Regions from separate parts of the Arabidopsis thaliana genome. Here region 2 is linked to region 1. A link is a contact called in public capture Hi-C data. All regions are on one chromosome and are shown on one strand. Each heading gives the region's core, a stretch centred on a gene start, on an enhancer-like site or on the middle of the called end of the contact. The rest is flanking DNA. Distances are from core to core; before and after follow the strand shown.

Evidence for each region. Capture Hi-C pulls out chosen DNA fragments and counts their contacts.
Region 2: a contact with region 1 is called in a capture Hi-C map of seedling, with 7 times the contacts expected there. The contact joins the promoter of AT2G04645 here to the promoter of AT2G03913 in region 1. A contact is called at or near these places in 18 of 26 Hi-C or Micro-C datasets (callus, cotyledon, leaf and 5 more), 1 of 2 datasets of contacts at active chromatin or transcription factors (seedling) and 3 of 3 other capture datasets (root, seedling and shoot).

The regions. Positions count from the first base shown.
Region 1 is chr2:1,195,732-1,199,471 of TAIR10.1, forward strand. AT2G03913 (Cysteine-rich protein) reads left to right here and starts at 2,109. Exons shown (of 2, transcript NM_001035890.2): 1 at 2,109-2,235; 2 at 2,379-2,554. The coding sequence starts at 2,154. The coding sequence ends at 2,518. It also overlaps the pseudogene AT2G03915.
Region 2 is chr2:1,247,836-1,251,575 of TAIR10.1, forward strand. AT2G04645 (a long non-coding RNA gene) reads left to right here and starts at 1,588. Exons shown (of 1, transcript NR_140023.1): 1 at 1,588-2,139. It overlaps AT2G03965, which reads left to right and starts at 3,675. Exons shown (of 2, transcript NM_001335208.1): 1 at 3,675-3,740. It also overlaps the pseudogene AT2G03960.

The DNA.
Region 1 (3,740 bases), core at 859-3,358:
GTTTTAAAAATATCTCAACGATAATTCATCGAATACTATAGATTTTATTGGTGTAAAGGATGTAACTAGAAAACTATATATCAACACAAAAGAAAGACCATTACAAAAGGTTTGACACTAAAAAAAAAACAAAAAAAAGTTTGACTATTTTTTTGTCTTTCGCAGAAATAACGATTTTGAGAAAAGTAATTAAATTTTTAACATGGTAATATGAGAAATTAAGTAAGTAACATGAGTAGTTTTTAAAAAGTCTATTTTCTCCTTCTGATTTGGTGTAGGACGTGCGAGTGAAACACACACATAACGAGAGAATAAAGAAGAATAGAAGAAGAGAGAAAATAATGATGATATGATATTTTTTCCCAAGTGAATGTTAGATTAATTTCATAAAATTAACTAACTAAATCATCTAATAGTTTTTAATAAAACATAGATTTTTTTCTGTTTATAACATGATTTAAATTTTTGAAATCTGATACAAATTATTAAAATAGTAAATAATATTGGTCTAAAACACACCAATAAAATAGTATAAAATAAAACTAAATAGTATAGAACGAACAGAACAGTCGACAAACAAATGATGGAGCTAAACCGATCTGATCTAAAAAAACTATACCCCATGAGATACAACATTGGCAACCCAAGCAACCAAAGTAAACCGCAGTGGTGACGTTGACGATAGCGGTGATAGTGTTAACGGTAGCGGTTGTGGTGATGACGACAATGGTACTAGTGGCACTAATAGTGACGTTGATGGTGGTGATTGTGTCGATACAATTGTTGCAGTGACAATGATAAATGATCGAGTTAAACCGATCTGATCCAAACAATTATACCCTATGAAATACAACATTGGCAACCCAAACAAGTGAGATAACCGTAGTAGTGACGTTAACGGTAGCGGTGGTGGTGTGGTGACAGTAGCGGTGATAGTGGTGGCACTAACAATGACGTTGACAGTGGTGGTTGTGGTGATACGGTTGTGGCAGTGACAATAATAAATAATCATGGTGACTTCGTGTTATATGCGATAATGAAAGATAGTTATAATAAGAATTTTATATAATTTTTGTTTTATTAAGATAGAATAGAAGGAGAAAAAGACAAAGACTTAAAAAAAATTAAAAAATAAATAAAAGAACTATGTATCCTGTAACATGGACAAATATGACAATATTATAGATTGTACATAGAATATTGTAGTGGTATGATTAGAATAGCTGTTACTTAATTAAAGTTTTTTTTTGGTTATACACTCAAATTTCCCTTTTTTTTTTTGAGAGTTTGATTTTCAAAATTGCTATTACACATAATGTACATATACATCCACATTTTTGGACTATATACGAACTTGATTGACCCATATAAAATTTAGTATTTCTGTACATTGGAAAATAATTAATATTAGTGTATAGGTTACCAAAGTTTAAAAATAATAATCTTAAACATTCAGAAAGTACAGTTGCTAATTTGCTATCTTTCCAAGACTTCTCTAGCCTTTTCTCAAAAACTGCACTTTGCCCATTATACTATTTTAATTTTCGTGGACCCAATTTAGAAAAGCCCAATTGTTTTTGATCCATCCCTTGAGTGAGGACCTGTTAATCTGTTACATTGACAGAATTGCCATTGATCTAGTGATCGTAGACACAATTCTCACATTAGTTTTTTGCATGTAATTTGATATTTTAAATGATATTAATTATGAGATTCTTTCCACCTAACGAAAATTCCTCTTTGTCAAGCGGATTTTCCATTTTTGTCATCTTTCGTCAAAATTAGCAACAACATTACTTAATTGGTTATCAAAAAATCTTTGACTGTATATTTCCATGATTTGGTACCCGAAAATATAGAATTATGCCAATATATAACTATCTTGTTAATATTTTTGTACCACGAAATAATGTTAATTATCAGCAAATATGGACAATTCTTTTATGGAAAACAAATAAGTAACTAGGTGTTTTTCCTTTTTTTTAGTCGGCAATAACTAGGTTTAAAATTGAGACTCTTCTTGGCAAATATTTATATATATAAAGATTTCAGTAAAGATTAGAGAAGTATAAACTTCTTCCTCTTCTTGTTTTCTACTTGAAAGAAGAGACTCTTTCAATTCACTTTTTACAAGAGAGAATTAACAGAAAAAAATGAGATTCACTTCTATGATTTTTGTTCTTGTAGTGATACTGATAAACTCATTGTTTAACTTTAACGTTTTGGCTTCATCCGGTATGTTTTTATTGTCCAATTATTATTTTTTGTCATGTATAGTAACTATTGAATATTTTAAAACATGTTGTAATGTTTATGTGTGCGTATCTGTTACACTTTTTGTTTTTGTTTTTTTAACACTAGTTGTTAATATGTTGCAGTGATCGAAACAACAAAAAATGATGTGTGCTCTACTCCATGTACACGGAGGTATGGAACTTATGAATGTTGGCATGACTGCTTGCACGAGAGGTATAACGATGGAGGCTGTGTTGATGGACGATGTTGTTGCAAAAAGTGATAGAAATCAATGAATGGTCTCGTTTGAACGGTGGAATTTTGTTTCTTTAACATCAGATTTATGTATGCTTTTCAATGAAATAAAACTTATTTTTTGAACAACTAGAAATAAAACTAAATTTATTATATTATTGCTTCTATGACTTTAGTTACTTGTCTCCACATTTGTTTTCAAAAAAAAAAATAGTATTAAGTTTGCGCGATGCAAATACAGGAATACAGAAAAGTTTGCGCGATGTTATTCTCACTTTGTTAATTATGTTCAATGTTTATAGGATTAGTTATCGATCCCCTTTGGTTTCCTTTGTGTACTTAAATACTTCCAAGTCATGAGAAGGAATTAGACTTTAAAGTAAAAACCAAGATTTTCTGAATAATAGCGAAGATTGTGTATGTGTCCGAAAGATCATCAATTCTTATAGTAAGTGGTTATGGTCAGTAATATATTCAGTGACACCGATATGTAATTTGTCAAAAATCTTTAGATTATACAGATAAAGACCACTATGTAGACTTGTGAATGAAGTAAACATTATAGATATTGGCAGTTGCTTTGTTTTGATTTGTATATATTTTAATTAATATTGTATATTTAGATTATTTCTTAAAAAGTCTTTAATTTTGCCAATTGTTGCCTTACAAGGATCTATTTTAATAACCATAACATATGGATTACCAAAATCTACAGAAATATTAGGAAATAATTCTGTTTAAATTATATAGTTACTAACTTTACAATCTTCGTGATTTGCAGAGGTATTGTATCATGTTAAACGACTCAGAGGAGAAGCTAATGAGTGGATCTTGCAAACATTAAAGAAGGTTAGATACCTAATAAATCCTATATCCTATATTGTATAAGTAAAGACACTGCAAATATAAGATAAGTTATAACCTAAATGTTTCAAAACCGCATACATTTAAACTTTTAAACATAATCTAAAAGGCAAACGATTTTAAATCTTACATGCTTAAACATATGACCAACAATATCTAAAGCATAGTTCAAAGGGAAAAGTACTTATGGTTTCTCATAATTCAAGTTATAAAACAGACTTTAAAAATTAGACTCCACAGTCTCCATAAAAATATCATCATCTTCATCATCTGATCCAGCAAAGTTACGCCTACAAAACATCAACAAAAAATATACCAAGTTAATATATATTACATATGGAATAAACTACATTAGAGATAAGGAGGGAAACTTACAGATAGTTGTT
Region 2 (3,740 bases), core at 338-2,837, 52 kb after region 1:
CCATACATTTTCGGATGAGTTTCTGTCTTTACGACCGCATGCTGTTATTTTTCAAGTTATAATGTCAATTACTAAAACAGACAATAAATATGATGTTTGTAAAATAGGTATGCTTCTATCAGTCACATATGTAATTGTTTAAATATTATAAGATTTTCGCACATGTTTAATTTAAAAATTGTAGCAGTGATTCTTCTAACCTTAATTTTACTTTCTAACAATAATAATCAAATAAAAACTTATATTTAACAATAATAATAAAATAAAAACTTATATTTACCAGTAAAGGTTAGTGTATACTGTATAGGTTACGCAAGTTTTATCCTTAATAATAAAATCTTATAAGGGTACACTCTGAACTATGAAGCAATACACGCAGATTTTTTTTTGTTTTTTTTTGTTAAAACGCCTTCTTAGTTACGTTCTTATACACAAAATTTAAAACATCTAACTTTTTCAAAGAAAAAAAAAAACCTAAAACATTTATCAATTAAAAACGGAATCAATATATAAACAGTTATGATATTTAAACAGAAAAAGAATTTATATAACCATATAATTTAAGACAAAACCATAAATATTAATAAATAAATTTTTATATTTAATTACATATTTATTTACAAACAAAAGTGATTACTACCACATTTCGTGTATCGTAGTCATTAATTTGTATTTTAGACATGAGATTCAATGGATTATTTCCAGGCTGATGTAAGAAAAAGGTATATATATAATATATTCAGGCCCAGTCTAGTCGTTGGTAAAAGTGGACAAGGCCCATAAATATTTGTAGAAAATTTTCGTTAATATTTTCCTTAATGTAATGGATTTACTAATTACTATATAAACTATAACAATGAAACCATATGTAGGTTGGTAATCAAGTGTTTTCTTAAAACAATAGATTTTGTGTTTTTATCAAATAAAAAAACGTTAGAATTTGTTGTCATTAACCATGTATATGATAAATTGATAATACCTCGTGTCGATAAGTTTTCACCGGTAGAAGTAGAACTAGTCGTTTCGTCATTCCGAACTGGAACCGTTCCTGCTGGGCACTGCCAAGTGCTCACGTGGGCTTCCCATGATTTCCATTTGCTTTTCTTTTTTATTTCGAGCGGTTTTGGAAATTCGGATGGTCGTTCCTGTATAAAAAGAAGTTTTTGATTATTAATATCCTATATAAACTGATTATCAACACATAAGACAATTGATAATTGAATAAAATGATAAACATTTTAAAGAAACCTGGATTTTGTGGTTTTTTAAAAGATCATGATAAAATGCTTTCTGGTCATATATATCAACGCAGTCGACTTTTTCTTCATCTGAGGTCTGTAACAAAAAAACAGACAAATATATTAATGTATGACTTCTAAATAACCTCATCAATTGGACTATATATATATATATATATATGTATCCATTCACTTTAACCTAAATTTGAGTCGCCGAAACAGAACCTCTTAGTCTTATGCTAAACTAAAGACCGCTCATTTGTTTTTTTGGTTCTTCATCGCTAGATTTTAGTGTCTTATTAGACTCCAAAGACTTCTCTTTTGAGCTGACTTTCTAGCTAAAAGTATGATCTTTAGTGCAATTAACCTTCAGAGGATGCGTTTAAGCATTACACAATTCTGCGGAATATTTAAAATTCTTTAATTTCCAATCCTTCTATTTATCCATCGGAATTTTTTTATATTAGCTAATTCCAAAATTTGTGTTTTGAAGAAGTAGGTATTTGTACCTTAATGGTGATGAACGAATTCGAAGGGGAAACTATCACGAGGCCTAGAAAAAAGATCATCCATAGCATCATCAGCAAGAGCTCCATTGTAGAACTCTTTTTCTGTGTCACGCTTCCTCTCTCACCTTTGATATCTTTGTGTCTCTCTCTCCGGCGATCTATCTCTTTTACCGGCCGGCGATCTTTCTCACTAGCGATATCTCTCACTCTCTCCGTTTCTTAGTCGAACCCACACACCTCTCTCTCTCTCAATAGATTCATCTTTTTCTAGCTCAGCCATTGATCAGTCTCTCTCTTCACCTCCTTCTTAATTTAGTTGTGTTTCTATTTTTCAGCATGTCTCGTTCGCTTCCCAGTTTTGTTTTTTCAGACCTTTTAGGGCAAAATAAGTGTGGTTATTAGGTTGTAGATATTTTAGTAGAGACTACTGCTAATTTTTTCATACGATAAAATTATAATGCTTGTTTATAGAAGAAAAACGATTTTGTTTATATATGAAAATCTAAAATATTAAAATCTCCTGTGAAAATCAACATTTTTGACCTTCTCGATTTTAATTATGATCATTCATAGTTAATAAATTGTTATGAGTTTCTTTTTTTTTTATGAGTTGACTAAAGAATGAGAACACCATGTTCGCTTTAACGACATAACAAAAATGTTTTCTGAAATTTGTGACGTTCTTATATTCAATACATGGACTATAAATAGAAATATTCATTCTTTTCATAATTTTGGAACATTTCGAAAATAGAAACCTGCGGACACTCTGTCTTCTATTATTTGGTGGAGCCTATATTTCTGTGAATACCATTTTTTCTTTTTGTTTGAGTAGGTTAATTAGCAAATGCTACATTTTGCAAATTAGTATTGTTAACGTTACGTACTGCAAGATTAAGAACATTGTTTTTGTAACTAGCTAATAGATATTTTATTTTATTTTATTTTAACAATATAAATTAAACTTTTCCAAAGCAATTAAACACTGACTTTAACAAAATCAAACTTCTCCAAAGAACATTGTTTTTGTAACTAGCTAATAGATATTCATACCTATTTCATCGATCGTATTTCAAAGTGCACAAATTTCCTAGCCGTTTAGGAAAACATCCAAATTTTGATCACGATGAACTGATTGTGTAATATTAAATTCTTAAATTTTAATTTATTTTTTTAGTGTATGACTAAAAATATCTACCGAAAGTCTGAAACTAAATACTTAAATGTGATTTACAACATTAACTAAGTTTTTTTGACAGAAAACTGAAAAATTAAATTCGGTGGTTCGCTATACAATTTCTTTTAACAAAACTTTCTTAGATTATATTTAGTCCACAATATGATATAACATGTTTACTAAAAATACTGTGATTAAGTTTAACAAACATTATACAAATTTTTGTTTTTGGAATATATATACAACAGGAATTAAATTTGTCAACAAAAACTTTAAGACTTATTAAGATAATTATATACTTTAAACAATATACTTCCCAGTTAAACTAAAACAATGTACTTCCCAGTTAAACTAAAATTGAGTAATAATAAATATGCATGATAATTACTAAAATTGAAGTTAGCATTACTAAAATTGAGTAATAATAAATGATAAATAAGCATTAAACAAAAACTAAAATTGAGTAATAATAAATAGTAATAGTTAAACTAAAACATTTCCACAGCTTCGTCCACTTTTCCATGAAACTAAAGACAATTATCTGTTATTTGTTTTTAAGTATATTTATTACTATTACTCAATTTTAGGATAAAACTAGATTTTAAAAATAAATGTTAAAATAAAAGGTTGAAAGGAATGGGAAAAAGGTGGTCCACACTCCAGACAGTAATGGTATTAAGTTTTGAGAATGTGGCAACAAAAGAGGGAGAAAAGGTAGGGAGGGCCTAATGGCAAAAACATAAAAATGAAAGAGACAAAGCAATCAATATTCAAAAAAAAAAAACACCTGATGCATAGTACTCCTTAATGAGTATA